4 separate regions of the Mus musculus genome follow, and regions 1, 2 and 4 are each linked to region 3. The links are chromatin contacts, called in public HiChIP or PLAC-seq and capture Hi-C maps. All regions are on one chromosome and are shown on one strand. Each heading gives the region's core, a stretch centred on a gene start, on an enhancer-like site or on the middle of the called end of the contact. The rest is flanking DNA. Distances are from core to core; before and after follow the strand shown. Region 1 overlaps Adcy3 (adenylate cyclase 3). Region 2 holds the start of Efr3b (EFR3 homolog B). Region 3 overlaps Fam228a (family with sequence similarity 228, member A). Region 4 overlaps Dnmt3a (DNA methyltransferase 3A).

Region 1 (3,505 bases), core at 531-3,030, 540 kb after region 3:
ATCATGTTCTATACCATACATGCAACAGAACTCCTGACTAGAATGGTGAGGCAATGGCCGTACCCTTCTGGGTAGCTTCTGCTAAGCCCCAGTGACCCTGGGACAGAGAGAAGGCTGGAGGAAGGCCTTTCAGGAGAAACCTGCCTATCATAAGACCCTGGTGGATGCAATCAAAGGCTTGCCAGGAGCTGCATGACCAACAGCTTCCACTGAGCCCACCAACATATTAGGAGGCCCTATATACCCTCTTACCCAGCAGGGCCCATGCAAGAGTTTACTAACATGGTTCTCAGCCCTCAAACCTACCAGCTGTGTGGTTAATTCACTGAGAATGCCCATGTGGGATGTCCACCTCTCCAATAACCCCCAATACTCCCTCTCTATCCTCAATTCCCCACTCTCTGGTTCACCTAGCTGTAAAGCACTTAGCTTCTACCATCAAGGTCCTGATCTGGGCTACCATATCCCTCTGATCTCCCTGCTTCCTTGGCTATCTCTTCCCCATCAATAGCTACACTGTTTGAATTCCTGGGATGGCTAATCCTAGCTCTCCTCAGCACAAAGCCAAGGCTCTCTCCAGGACTGCAGGCTCCAGGTTGTGGCTCACAGGATCTCTGCCTCCCTCCCTCTCCTGTTCCACTGTCCTGTGTTCCTGCCGATGGACACACCCCATCCCCATCTCCTTCTGTTCCTAGCACTGTGTTCCATGTGTCCTGTGGATTCACCCCAGGTTCTTTCCCATGCTGCCACCCTCCCCATGGCTTGCTGCTCACCACCTGCAGGTCTCCACTCCACATTACCTCAAGAAAGCTTTCCCTGGCCCAAGATACTGATACCAACTTCCGTCTACCTGTGGTGCCTGGTAAGTTCCTTTCCCTGCTCTGTAGCTCATACGGATGTATTTTCTGCCAGCCACCCCCACAGAATCTATGCTCAGAACCATGTCCTCGTGGAAGGTGGCCCTGGATACTAGTGATCTGAATTAAAATGTATGCTTACTCTGTTTGTGTGTGTGTGTGTGTGTGTGTGTGTGTGTGTGTGTGTGTCTGTCTGTCTGTCTGTCTGTCTGTCTACCTGCCAGTATATGTATATGCATGCAGAAGCCTGCAGACAAGAAGGCATTAGATTCCCCGGAGTTACAGGCAGTTGTGGGTCCCCTGACTGGATGGATGGGTGTTAGGACCATGAACTCAGGTCATCTGCAATGACGGTAGATGCTCTTAACCACTGAGTCATCTCTCCAGGCTCTCATGGACTTCTTAACCATCCTATTCTCTATTACCACTTCACAGAGAAGCTGGGGCTCAGAGCACATAAGTAACTTCTCAGGGCCAAGCGACAAATGGTTCAACTAGAATGAGAATCTATGTCTCACTCTGAAACCCAGCATGGTGGCTCATTCACACCTGTGATGCCCAATCGGAAGGCTAAGGCAGGAGTGCTATGAGTTCAAGGCTAGCCTGGGCCACAGAGTAAGACTCGTCTCAAACAGGAAAAATTTACAGACACTTGGCAAGGTAGTAAAAAGCCCAGGTTGCCATAGAGGATGTAGACATTTCTAATTATTAATTATGCATTTAATAGACTACCTGGATTACTAGCCACAGCCAGACAGGAGATGCTCCCAGCTGTGGCCACAGACCACAGGATATGCTGAAGGATATGACGCCAGCAGTGGTGGTCAAGACTGGAAAGCTGCTGAGCCAGCAGAGGCTCAGAAGACAGACTTCAGGTAGACAGGGCTTGGGAGGCAGGGCTCAGTAGGAGGAGTGGCTTAAAAGTGCTGACGTCATCACTGCTGCCTGGAGGAGTCACAGCACAACAGAGCCCTCCTCACCAGGAGCCCCCTCGCCCCAGCTGCCTGAAGCAGGGATGTGCCTTGCTAGGTTCTGAAATACTGGCATGAAGAACACCCTGTAAAGTCCAAGTGGTGGAAACTAAAGCCACAGAGAAACCAGTATTCATCGTACAACACGTACAACAAGGGGAGGCGCCTTCTGGCTTTCCTCACATCAAGGGATTTCAAAGCTAAAACAAAAGCTAAGGATATTAACTGTATTCAAGAGTGTTTCTGGCCCGACATGGTGGCGCACACCTTTAATCCCAGCACTCGGGAGGCAGAGGCAGGCAGATCTCTGAGTTCGAGGCCAGCCTGGTCTACAGAGTGAGTTCCAGGACAGCCAGGGCTACTCAGAGAAACCCTGTCTCGAAAAACAACAACAAAAAATAACAAAACAAAAAAAGAGTGTTTCTGTTTAGAGGCTAAAATGAAAGTGTATTTCCAAATTAAAATGAAAGTGTATTTCCAAATTAATGCTCTGTGGCCCTATCAGGTGACCCACCCAATTTCAACACTGGAATTTCAACACTGGGGATACTGAGGTCCAGTGCCAAGAGGAAGAGGCCACACCCCTGTGGAGAGAGGAGGTGCGCTGCTCTCTGCCCACACCAACCATCTTTCCCCACTGAGCTGCTCCCCAAGGAAGCAGGCCCATCACCCTCACCTCACTGTTGCCAGGACAACTTTGGGGTTGGTACTAGAAACCTGATTCTCCCCTCCCCCATGGCCTCCAAGAGAACAAGGCTCAAGGTTAAGGGGACTCTGTGCCACGCCCTAACAGCCGAAGGACTTGGGGCACGCAGTAAAGGTCAGAGGACAAGGATATTCAGGCACTGAGCCTATGAAGCAGTGCATTCTCCTAGAGTTCTCGGCTCTCGGAGGGAGAGAAACCCAATCCTGTGGCAAACAGGTAAAGTCCTGGCTCAGAACAGCAGCAGACCTCACATGAAGGATCAAGACCCAGGCAGAGGCAGGCTGAGAGAAGCAGGTTACAGCAGTGTTCACCTGTGTGGGCGCCACAGAAGTAGTGTCTCCTAAGCCATGATTCCCAGGGCACACAGCTAGTGACAGTGGACAGCTCTCTTATAACCCTGTACAGCCAGCATCTCCACTGGAGCCTGGATGCAGCTTCCTAGGTGCTGGGGTGTGGGGGCTGAGAGGAGCCCTCCCCCCCTCGCCCCCCCCCCCCGCCTTCTGAAGGATAGGGTGTGCCCTGAGGAGGCTCCCCTGTCACTTCTCCATGCCCCTCATTCCTCCTTCTTTATTTTCCGTGCCTGCTAAGTGTTTCTGGGGGTGATTCAGGTACTTCATAATTCTAAAGTTTGTGCCTGGCAACAGGTGTGATGTTCTGAGTGCCTCTGCTGCCAGGTGCCAGTTGGGGTGCTTAGCAACTCTCAAGGTCCCAAACGAATCCCCAAAGTAGGTCACATGGGAGTCACAACAAGTAATGGAAGTTCTTCCCTCTGGGCCTCTGGCTCCGCACTAACATGCCCATGGAGCTGAGGGGAGACTAGAGAGAGACCCCAAGTCCACTCGGATATCTACTCCATTCAGCTACTGGACCACCCACGATGCCTGGCCTGACTCCCCTTTCATGCCAGAATCATGCTCAGAAAGACACATCAATAAGCCTTTGGAGTTGGCAGACACAGCTCTGCTCTGCAG
Region 2 (3,255 bases), core at 479-2,978, 680 kb after region 3:
AAAGCTGCACCGCTGGTGCCCTGGTGCAGCACGCAGGCAGCTACATCACTCCAGAAATTGCTTACTGGCCATGTAACTTTAGGGAAGAATCCTGTCTTAGTTCCTTTTTTATTGCTGATCCCAATATCCTGTCTCCATAGCCAAGACAGGTTATACAAGAAACAATTCAGTTCAGGGCGCACATTTCCAGAGGGTAGAGTCCACAGCCATCATGGTGGAGAGCACAGCAGGCAGGCAGGCAGGCAGGCATGGCTGTGGATCAGAGCTTACATCTGGTCAACAAGCATGAGGGAGAGAGAGAGAGAAAGAGAGAGAGAGAGAGAGAGAGAGAAAGAGAGAGAGAGAGAGAGAGAGCGCTGGACTAGTGTGGGCTTTTGAAACTTCGAAGGCCATCTCCATTGACCATTGACACACACACCCCCAACAAGAACACACTTCCTAATCCTCCCCCAAACAGTTCTACCAATGAGGGACCAGCATTCAAATATAAGAGCCTACAGGGACTCTTCATATTCCACTACAATCCGTTCAAACCAGGACAACTTCCCCCAGTGATGGACTGTAAAGTTTAATATGACATAAACCCTTTCTTAACCAAGTGTTTTTTTGGTCATTCTGTTTATCAAGGCAACAGGAAGCATCAGATTAGGAGAGGTGCAGGTGGGTTGGTGGATGTGTCTGGGGAAATGAAGCCAAAGAAAAATAGAAAATGCTGGTTTGGGGTGCAGTGAGCACTGTCTTGAGCACCGTCTCCAAATCCAAGGACTGGATCTCTCTGGTTTGATCTTTGCTTTGGGGGAGAAAAAAAGAAAAAGAAAACAATATGTGGTGCCCACTATGTACTGTAGGTTCATGAAATTTCTCAACACGAAGCAAGGCTCAAAGAGGCGCCGACAGAGAAACCCTGTCTCAAAAAACAAGACGAAACAAAACAAAACAAACAAACAAACAAACAAACAAAACGAAGGTCATTGCATTCAGGCCCTTCTCTAATTTTTACGGTCGGGAAGAAAACAGAAAGCCTCCAGCAAGAGGCAAGAGGAGAAATTAAGAAATAGAAATAGAAAAGCCAGAGAAACAGAAGGCAGAGATATCCAGGGCTGGGGCGTTGGCCTGGGGTTTAAGTCCCTTTGTGGAGGGGATGCTGGCTGCAAAGCTTGCAGATTACACAAATCTGGAGAGGAAAAACCAAGCGGACTTCCTGCAGCCTTGGAGGTTGGGAGTGTGCTGTATTTCCTGAATACCTGACCCAGGTAGCAAACAGAGTTTGGGGCCCGCAGAAAGAATAGGGTTATGCCTCAATTTCTGCTCCTTAGGTTCCCTAAGCCGGTTCGTTTGAGCAGACTGAATAGAGCACACCTGCAGCTTCCAGCGCCCGGCTGACCTGGTGTGGGGTGTGTGTGTGTGTGTGTGTGTGTGTGTGTGTGTGTGTGTGTGTGTGTGTGTGTGTGTGTGTCATCAGTTTGAAGGACACGTCAGCGACCCGCGTAAGAGCTGAGCCAGGAGCTGGAATTCGGATGGATGATCTACTGAGTGAACGAAGAACCTGGGCTTCCTGGGGCGTCAGGTAGGTAAAAAGGCTCGCCCCATACTGAGGAAAGGAGAGGGTCCGGGATGGAGGCGGGGCTCTTGAGGCAGCCCGCCAGTGGCCAAGGGGGCGGGGCGTGGCAGAACACAGCTCCGCCCCCTGCGCGCCGCCTAGCTTGCGGACCAGAGCAGGAGGCGGCAGCCAACCTCGTCGCTGAATGGGCGGGTGGCGTCCCGCTCTGTCCCGCCCGCCGCCGGCCCCCCATCGGCTGCTCCCGCCGCGCCCCGGTCTCCGCCCGCAGCCGCCTGAGCCCGCCGGGCTGTGAATGAAAGGCAGGAGCGGCCAGGACTAGCAGCCAGCGACGCGGCTACGCCGGCCTCCCCAGAGGCGCGCTCCCCGCGGAGATGTACGGTAAGGAGGGCTTGGCGCCCCGGCTCGGGCCCGCAAACTTCCAGACACGGACCTTTGTCCCCCGGAGTGGCCCCCGTCGCAAAAGCGAGAATGCCGACTTGGTGCCAGGCTAGGCTGGTTCAGTCGCCTGTGCGTACGTCTGTGCCGAGAGGACAAAGATGCCTTAGGCCGGGGGACTCTCTGGTCCCCTGAGATCCCTCGGGCAGGCGTGTGCAGGCGCTAGGGGCGGTGGTCCGTCGCCAGGTAGGGACTCTGATGGCTGAGAGGCACCCGGCTTTGGAAAAAGCGAGTATCTTCGGAGCTGAGCCGACAGTGTTGGTGGAGGTGATCGGGTGACAGTATTTGCAGAATTAACAAAGAGGCTTGTGCTTGGGAGTTTGATGCGCGAAAGTGGTCCAGGGTAGGGGAGAGCTGCTCACTGCCAGTCTGCTGCCAGGCTCCTTGGATGTGGGAGGCGGCGCCGGCAGTGCAGGAGCTGGCGAGCGAGCCGGCGCTGGAGGTTCATCTCTCTGAGCTGGGTGGACTTGGCCTCTACCTAACACTGCTGCTAATGGTATTCAGGCTTCCCAACTTCCAGATTGGCCCTATGGAGGGCTGATGGGGAGAGATGCTGCTTCGAGGGTTTCTCCCAATTACGCAGCCACCGCCCCCACGAATGTGTGGCAGCTCCAAGACCCTCACGGTTCAAGGCTCTGCTTGCTCATTTGTCAAGAATTTCTCGGGTTCTACAGGCAGCGTGGATGAGGAAAGCGCTCCTGGGGTCCCACTTTGCAGATCATAAGAGTGGACTAGTCTAGGAATCGGCTCTCTACCAAGGGTACATGTGTGCGTGTATTCCTGTGGACACAGTTTACTAGAGCCCAGGTCTCTGGTAGTTATTCTGAGGCCAGCAGAAGAATTGGAGCCCTGTTCTCCGTCTCCTACTGCAGGGTAGGGGCTCGGGCTGCACCTGAGGAGTGAGTGATCTAGAAGTGCATGTTCCCAATTTAACCCATTTCTAAGGCTGCTGGCTGCCTCTGCGAACAGACCATGAGTCACAAAGTTTGTTAGCACAGAGAGCATGCTGAAAAGAGTCAGCAGTTGGTGAGCCCCCTATTTAGAAGACAAAGACTTAACTTTTTGCCTTGCATCTCCTTCCCAGGTCAGTTGGTTACACAGCCACACTATGATTCTTATAGAGGTGTCAGCAGGTCCTCTCAGCTAGCATTAATTCTCTTGGGTGGAGCAAATGGGGGGAGGGGAGATGTCCTCAGCGGCTGGACCCATAACCAGTGGGGACTCTGAAAGGTGACTGGACTTGGGCTTTGCCTGTTGGG
Region 3 (3,497 bases), core at 294-2,793:
TAACTGAGATTTTAAAATTCTCCCCTTAAGGTTTGTGTCCATGCTTCATATCTCTCTTTTTGCCGCTCCTCCCATTCTTTGAGTTCCTGTATTCTTTGCTCAAGGTTCTGCCTCCACATTTTAATTTTTTCTTTATTTTGTTATCCATTTTATTTTTGATTGATTAATTTTAAAAGGTTATTCTCCAAGTCTTGCTTCCAATTCTCATTATTTTCTCTCTGCTGCTCAGTCTGATCTGTGAGCTGTTGTCCTTTGTTCTAGCATCTTTTCTAGCTAGAACATTTTCATCTATCTGTCTCTTATTCTGATCTATAATTTCCTGTGTCTTCAACTCTAGTGTTTCCTCTAGGCCAGGTTGCCAAGTCTTAAATTTTTCTTTCTGTTGTTCATTTTGCTCTATAATTACCTGTATCTTCTGTTCTAGGCCCTCCTTCCACAATCTTAGCTTCTCTTTATGTTGTAATTCTGATATGGTGGCATCTGCCTTATGTTGATTTAGTAAATTATCCTCTAGACTTTGCTTCCAAATTTTATCTCTGTCTCCTTGCTGTTCAATTTGATGTGTGAATTGTTGAATCCTTTTTTCTAGTGTCTCTTCCAGCTCCTGTGGCCAACCTTTATTTTCTTCTTTCTGTTGCTTATCTTGACCTATAAAATCCAGAACCTTTAGTTCTAGTGTTCCCTGTAATCTTTTTATCTAGGTCCCTGTCCTTTGAGAAGACATAGTAGATCAAGAGGATAAATAGTTCAATAAATGACAAGGTGTCTATTTCCTTTAAATCCATCCCTGTCAAACCATTTAGAATATCATCCCTTAAAGCCCAAAAGGTATTTACTGTGTTTCTTATCTGTAACTATCGATGTATGATGCTTATTACCTCATCCAGAGCCCTTTGTACCTTTGTCTCCCTCTGTGTTCAATTCAGAGTCTGGCTGTCCATGTCCTTTGTAGATGCCGGGGATACGGGGAAGCAAACACAGAAAGGCTCTCTCAGGCGGGTGTAGATGCCCCAATCAGTTCACTGTGTCTGCCCAAGTCCAGTTCCAGGATGCAGTGCTGCCCCTGGTGGCAGCTGTCTACCTGGGGCTTGGGGAGAGAGCCTCTCTGCAGTTCTCTGTAGGCCCCTCAGACCCAGTCAGCTTTCAATCTACACACTGCTGCAGCCTAGATGGCTGCCCCAGCCTTGTATTAGGGGGGAGGGGGAGGGGCAGTGATCTTTTATCTCAGATTAGTTGAGTTCTAATCGACGCCATTTTGTTTCGGTAAATCTCCAACCTCAGTACTCCCAAGCAAGGAAAATGCAACTCAGTAGTATATTTATAAACTGCACATCCATATTGGGCAGATATGCCTCTACACCACTTTCCTTCCCATCTATGAAATCCCTGCTACTTGCAGTTTCTCCAGGCCATGCGCTTCTGCCCCATCTTCCTTCCAGCTCTCCCCTTCTGTCTTTGCAGACTCCTCAAACTCCTCCTCGGCTCTTCTTGTCTTGCCCGGGAAAACCCGCCTCCTCATTTTCTGCCCAGTGATTGGCTATTTTTCATCTTTCTCAGCCAATCAGATAATTAAGGGAAATTCCTCTACAGTACCGCCCCTCAACAAGCCGACCTAGAGAGTTGGGTGTTGTGGTAATTTCTTACCCTAATAAGCCCGTATAAAGAACATATAATCTAATTATTATATTTATAAGCTATACGTCTAGATCAGGCAGATCTATCACTATATTGATTTATTCCCCAGCTACGAGATCCCTCGTTTGTGTTTTGTCCAGGCCATGTGATTCTGTTCTATCTTCTTTCCTCCTCCTCTTCCTCTGTTCTCTGAGACTCCCTGTCCCACCTTTCCCCTCCACTGCCCGATCATAGGCCCTAGCCTTAATGTGACCGGTCAGAATGGGGGGAAGGGTCAGTGATGTCACCTGAGGGCATGATCTACTCCTGGGGCAGCTCCTCTTGAGGAAGTGGAATTAACATCAAATACAAACAGCAGCAGGGCAACCCACACCAGCAGGGCTGTGTCCTGTTTATCTTGATGTTTTCAGTGGCTAGAGGACAATGAACAAATTCTTATGAGATAGATAAGGGGGTGGGAAAGAGAAGGGTTATCTCCTCAGTAGGGATAGGCCGCGTCTCTCTGAGAGGACAAATCTTCTGGAGGGTGCCTCGTTTAACAAAGGAAAGAACTTGAGAGTGATTCACTAGACTAACCAGGAGCAGTGGATTGCAAAAAGCAGAATCTGTCTCAAGTGAAAAAGTGGAGAAGGCCCCTTATCTAATCATCGAGAAAGCCCAGCAGCTTGAGGACCGCGGCCCCTGTCCTCTCCTCCAGAGACCTTGCTTCTTACTGTCGCTTCTCCTTAACAAACGGCTTAGTTTCTGTTCTCTGCTTTGTGTATGTGCTGCCGGTGAATTGTGCATTCTCCCTAGCTTCCTGGTCTAAGGACCTACAGGCTGCCTGGTGGCATCTCTGTTCAAGCGTGGTCTCAGGATTGATGCGCCTCCTCAGCTGGAGAAAGGCGTGACTCACCTGTGGCACTTGACAGTTTGGAAGGATAAAGTTTGAAATCAAGTAGCTTCAATTGCTTTGGGCCTCTGATAGGGCAGCACAGTGCAGCAGGAGTTTCTGTAGGGTTAGACTGCTCAGGAAACAGGGAGAAAGGGGAAGGAAGAGAACAGAGTTCCACAGTCCCTTCACCCTCAGACTTCAGCAACTCTACTCTAACCTCATCCTTAAGGTCCACAGCATTCCCATGTGAACCGTTAGGGAACATTATCCTTAGCAGAGCAGATGGCCAGGCACCAGCGATGTCTAGCCAGACCTTTCTTTTCACAAAATGAATAGCATATTCATCGAATAACGTTTGAATGGTAGAATTGAGTTGAGATTTTCCCCCCCTCTTTTCTCAGTTCTGAAAAACCTGTCTTTACATTAAAGTCTCATCTGCCTAAGGAAGAGAAGACTGTCAGTCGAAGCCAGCTTGTTTTTGAAAGGCAGTTCAGAGCCTCAAGGCTCAGCCAGGATATCAAAGAGGCTGAAAAGAAGGGTCTGGTAAGCTGAGCTCTGGGAGTGGGGCTGGTTGGGCGAGGTTTGCAATACCCACTGTGCAGGGAGCACCAGTGCCAGTGTGGAGCCTGGCAGAGCCGTCCCTCACAGAAGAGACAGCAGACAAAGTGTGAAGTGAAAAGGTAGAGGTAGCAGGGAGCACTCACTGTGCTGTGAGATGGTGGGGAGCCGGGGAGCTCAGATCCTCTCTCTGAGCAGAGAAGAGACCCAGAAACGCAGCCTATGTGGGTCCCTGAGTCTCACAAGTGCAGATCTCTTTACAGGTGAGGGCCATGACGGCTGGCAGAGCTGGTTCACCAGTAACTTCAGCTCTCCTCCCTCCCCACCATTCGTCCTCTGACATTTTCCTACCGTTCCATACTCAGGACAGTGAAAACCAACCAAACAGTTTGTCCTCAGCCCCGCATGAGGGTGCACATGTGTGATCCTG
Region 4 (3,140 bases), core at 641-3,140, 850 kb after region 3:
TGTCCTCAGCCATCAGAAAGAACATCAACTCCATCCACAGCTGCCAGAGCGCGTAAGCACAGAGCCTGCCTGTGTGCACATACTACCTCATGCACAGCTAGCACCCATAACAAGATAAAGGACAACTGAACTTCATACTGCCTAGTAGCAGTTCCTGGAAGCACTAGGAGTTAACCGTAGGGGGAAACAGTCTCAGCTACAGCCCAACAAAAGTCCCAGAGGGCGGCTGGAACTGGCTTTTGGTTTGCCAGTTCCACACTTGGCATCAAGGATAAAAGGCGTCTCACCTCCCTTTTCCAACGTGCCAGCCACTCATCCCGTTTCCGTTTGCTGATGTAGTAGGGGTCCCCTGCCTGGAAGGTGAGTCTTGGCATGGGTCGCTGACGGAGGCTGGACTCCCAGCCCAAGCCACCTCGCAGTCGGCCCCGGGAGCCCTAGGACAGAGAGACAGGCAGGTATTAAGGTGGGCACAGGTACTCTGCAGGGTTCATTCCTCCTGGAGGGGAAACTGAGAGGGGTCACTCATCCCAGAGTATAGAAATTCTGGTTCCTGGCCAGAGGGGCTGACCCTCTGAGGAGGGATTAGGAGTTGGCAGGGACTCATGAACAAGGCAGAGAGGGGAAGTGCTTGACCTCTGGAGGGGGATGAGCTGGCTGCCTCACTAGGGGACTTCCAACCTCCACCCCCACTTCCTCTCCCTCTCACAAGGAACAACCAAAGATGGGGCAGGACCCACCCTCGGGCCCCTCACACACACTCGCCACAGTCCATCAGAGAGGTGGTTTTCTTCTAGAATCAGGACCCACAGGGCCCCTGTGGGTGAGGAAAACACTTGCCTCCATTTTCATGGATTCGATGTTGGTCTGCTTCTGTTCTTTGCCTGTGGAAAGGGAAGAACAAGAGGACTGTTGACGGAGTCACGGGGGTGGCTCAGAGGAGCCTGGGGGCCTCCATGGGATCAGGGTCCTCCTAGTGTTTGCTTGTTCATGTGCCGTCCACACAGACCATACCCGTGTGCCAGGCAAGGCCTGGAGCAAAGAGACCCTGGTCCAGGTTCCGGGCCCAAGAACACAGGAAGAAGACAGAACTCAGGGGCATGGCTTCTGGCCTTTGGACCCTGGTCTCAAGTACACAAAAGGGGCTCTGAAGTAGCCATCACCTGCTGCTTGACCCCAGCCCTCACTCAGAGCGAGGGGCAGGAGGGAGGAGGGGCAGAGCAGGGGCAGGAGGGTGGAGGGGCAGAGCAGGGGTTGGGCTGAAGGAACCAGGCTGTTACTCCTTTCTCATGGGGTAGGAAAAGGTGTTGGGGCACAGACAATGGGCCAGTGGGAATAGACCCCAGGAAACAGCTCCAATTACAAACAGTTCTAAATGGTATGGCCCTGCTACCAACATGGAAACTGCCCTCCATTCCTGGCTCTTTCTCAGGTTAAGATAAGGATTTTTGGGGGTGGGGGATGGGGACAGGGTTGTTCCATGTAGCCCTGGCTGTCTAGGAATTTGCTCTGTAGCCTAGGCTGGTCTCAAACTCACTGAGATCTGCCTCTCTCAGGTGCTGGGATTAAAGGTATGTGCCACCCAGCTAAGTCTGGATCCCCTCTTCACCATGACCCCCCCCCCCCAACCTCTGCTGTGTCCTCACTGATCCAAAGTGACATGTTCTAAGGACTGGTGTGAGCAATGAGTGCATGAACAGGGCTTGGCGCACAGTAGGTACGTTGTCAGCATGCTTCCCTTCCCTAAGGAACTCCCTGATGCACACGTTTCTCTGTTTCTTTGGCTTTTCTCAAAGTTCCGGGACTGGGCACTGATCCCAGTTCCTGGGAGGGACATCTGGGCTGGGAGCAGCGGTCTCCACAGCGCCATCTTTAGGAAGGACTCTTTGTGCCCGCATAGGCCGGACACGAGGGCAGTGACATCTTCCTGCCATTTCTGCACGCTTCTCTGGCTCCTCTCCCGGCAGCTCCGCGGCAGGCAGCTGGCTGTATGGCTTTTCCTATTAAGTAGGGAAAATTCGGCCGCCTTTCTTCACCTAGGTGCCTCAATTCTTTTCTTTGAGACTGAGAAAATACAGGGCTTGGGCCCAGAGCAGGAAGGTCGCTAAGGTTGGCTCATGTAGCTTGGTGTGCATGGGGTGGGGGGTTGGAGGTGGGTGGGTACGAAAACAAAGAGCCCCAAACAGAAAAAAAACAGCCCCTGGTACATCTCCTAGCTCAGAAGTGGAAACCACCCACAGCATTTATGGCTCTGAATCTTTAGCTTGGATCTTTCCCCTACTGTCAACAGACAGACCTGAGGTTTCTCTCTGCACCTGCCCAGAACGCTCTGTATCGCCACGTGTGCCGGGCTCCATCTAGAGGGGCTGAAGGGAGGAAGGGAGGGAGGGAGGGAGAAAGAAGGGGAGGGCAGAGCCCCTGCTGGTTACCCCGTGGGCTGTGAACCCCGTGGTAGGCAGGCGTGTCGCTGGGCCTCGTGGAGGTGGTGTGTGGGAGGAGCGTGGTGGCTGTAACCCTTGTGTGGGTGGGGGGTGTACGCCCTCCCAGTACAGGGTACGTGGTTGGCCTTTTAAGGCATATCTCATCCACCACGTCTCTTCCTCCCCGTTTCCTCCATGTCCTCTCACCCACAAGTCTGCTCCCCACTTTCCACGGGGTTCCCCCTCAGGCCTGCTCTGGGCCTCCCACCTCTAGGGCAAGCCCCTCCCTCGGACCTCGGTGCTCAGCCCATGACCTAGGCTGCCAGAAGGGGGTGCCTGCCCTGGATCGCGGCTCCTGCTGAGGCTGCAACAGCTGCTGCAGCAACCATGCAGCAGCCAGAGGAGGGTAGTGAGTGAGGAATCCAAGCTGGCCCAGGCTATTAGACTATGTACGGGACCTAGGAGTTTCCTGAATATCACTCCTTCCTACCCCAGTGTTTTTTAACTACGTTTACCAGGACTGATTTATTCATTATTTTTTATTTTTATTTTTTGTTTTTTTCGAGACAGGGTTTCTCTGTGTAGCCCTGGCTGTCCTGGAACTCAGTTTGTAGACCAGGCTGGCCTTGACTTCAGCAGTCCACCTGCCTCTGCCTCCTGAGTGCTGGGATTAAAGGTGTGGGCCACCACTGTTTGGCCTGATTTATTCATTAGACTACAAGA

The links. HiChIP or PLAC-seq counts read pairs in DNA pulled down with a chosen protein or histone mark. Capture Hi-C pulls out chosen DNA fragments and counts their contacts.
Region 1: a capture Hi-C map of embryonic stem cells shows a contact between it and region 3, with 2.0 times the contacts expected there. The contact joins two enhancer-like sites. A contact is called at or near these places in 1 of 484 Hi-C or Micro-C datasets (bone marrow-derived macrophages) and 1 of 9 other capture datasets (embryonic stem cells).
Region 2: a contact with region 3 is called in an H3K27ac HiChIP or PLAC-seq map of extraembryonic endoderm stem cells, with 5 times the contacts expected there. The contact joins the promoter of Efr3b here to the enhancer-like site in region 3.
Region 4: a capture Hi-C map of embryonic stem cells shows a contact between it and region 3, with 2.4 times the contacts expected there. The contact joins two enhancer-like sites. A contact is called at or near these places in 1 of 115 datasets of contacts at active chromatin or transcription factors (bone marrow-derived macrophages) and 2 of 9 other capture datasets (adipose tissue and embryonic stem cells).

The regions. Positions count from the first base shown.
Region 1 is chr12:4,178,941-4,182,445 of GRCm38.p6, reverse strand. All of the region lies in intron 2 of Adcy3 (adenylate cyclase 3), which reads right to left. Among named protein-coding and RNA genes, the nearest start is that of Adcy3, 47 kb to the right of the region's middle. Within about 2 kb of position 1,780, at least 28 of the 459 cell types and tissues checked have an H3K27ac peak or open chromatin away from gene starts, as enhancers often do. A contact at or near this core is called in embryonic stem cells, where this site is marked.
Region 2 is chr12:4,037,388-4,040,642 of GRCm38.p6, reverse strand. Efr3b (EFR3 homolog B) reads left to right here and starts at 1,728. Exons shown (of 23, transcript NM_001082483.1): 1 at 1,728-1,939. The coding sequence starts at 1,933.
Region 3 is chr12:4,718,132-4,721,628 of GRCm38.p6, reverse strand. Fam228a (family with sequence similarity 228, member A) reads left to right here. Exons shown (of 8, transcript NM_029107.3): 7 at 2,911-3,052. Among named protein-coding and RNA genes, the nearest start is that of Fam228a, 19 kb to the left of the region's middle. Within about 2 kb of position 1,543, at least 39 of the 459 cell types and tissues checked have an H3K27ac peak or open chromatin away from gene starts, as enhancers often do. A contact at or near this core is called in embryonic stem cells and extraembryonic endoderm stem cells, where this site is marked.
Region 4 is chr12:3,870,576-3,873,715 of GRCm38.p6, reverse strand. Dnmt3a (DNA methyltransferase 3A) reads right to left here. Exons shown (of 23, transcript NM_007872.4): 5 at 838-881; 6 at 288-434. Among named protein-coding and RNA genes, the nearest start is that of Dnmt3aos, 9.9 kb to the right of the region's middle. Within about 2 kb of position 1,890, at least 157 of the 459 cell types and tissues checked have an H3K27ac peak or open chromatin away from gene starts, as enhancers often do. A contact at or near this core is called in embryonic stem cells, where this site is marked.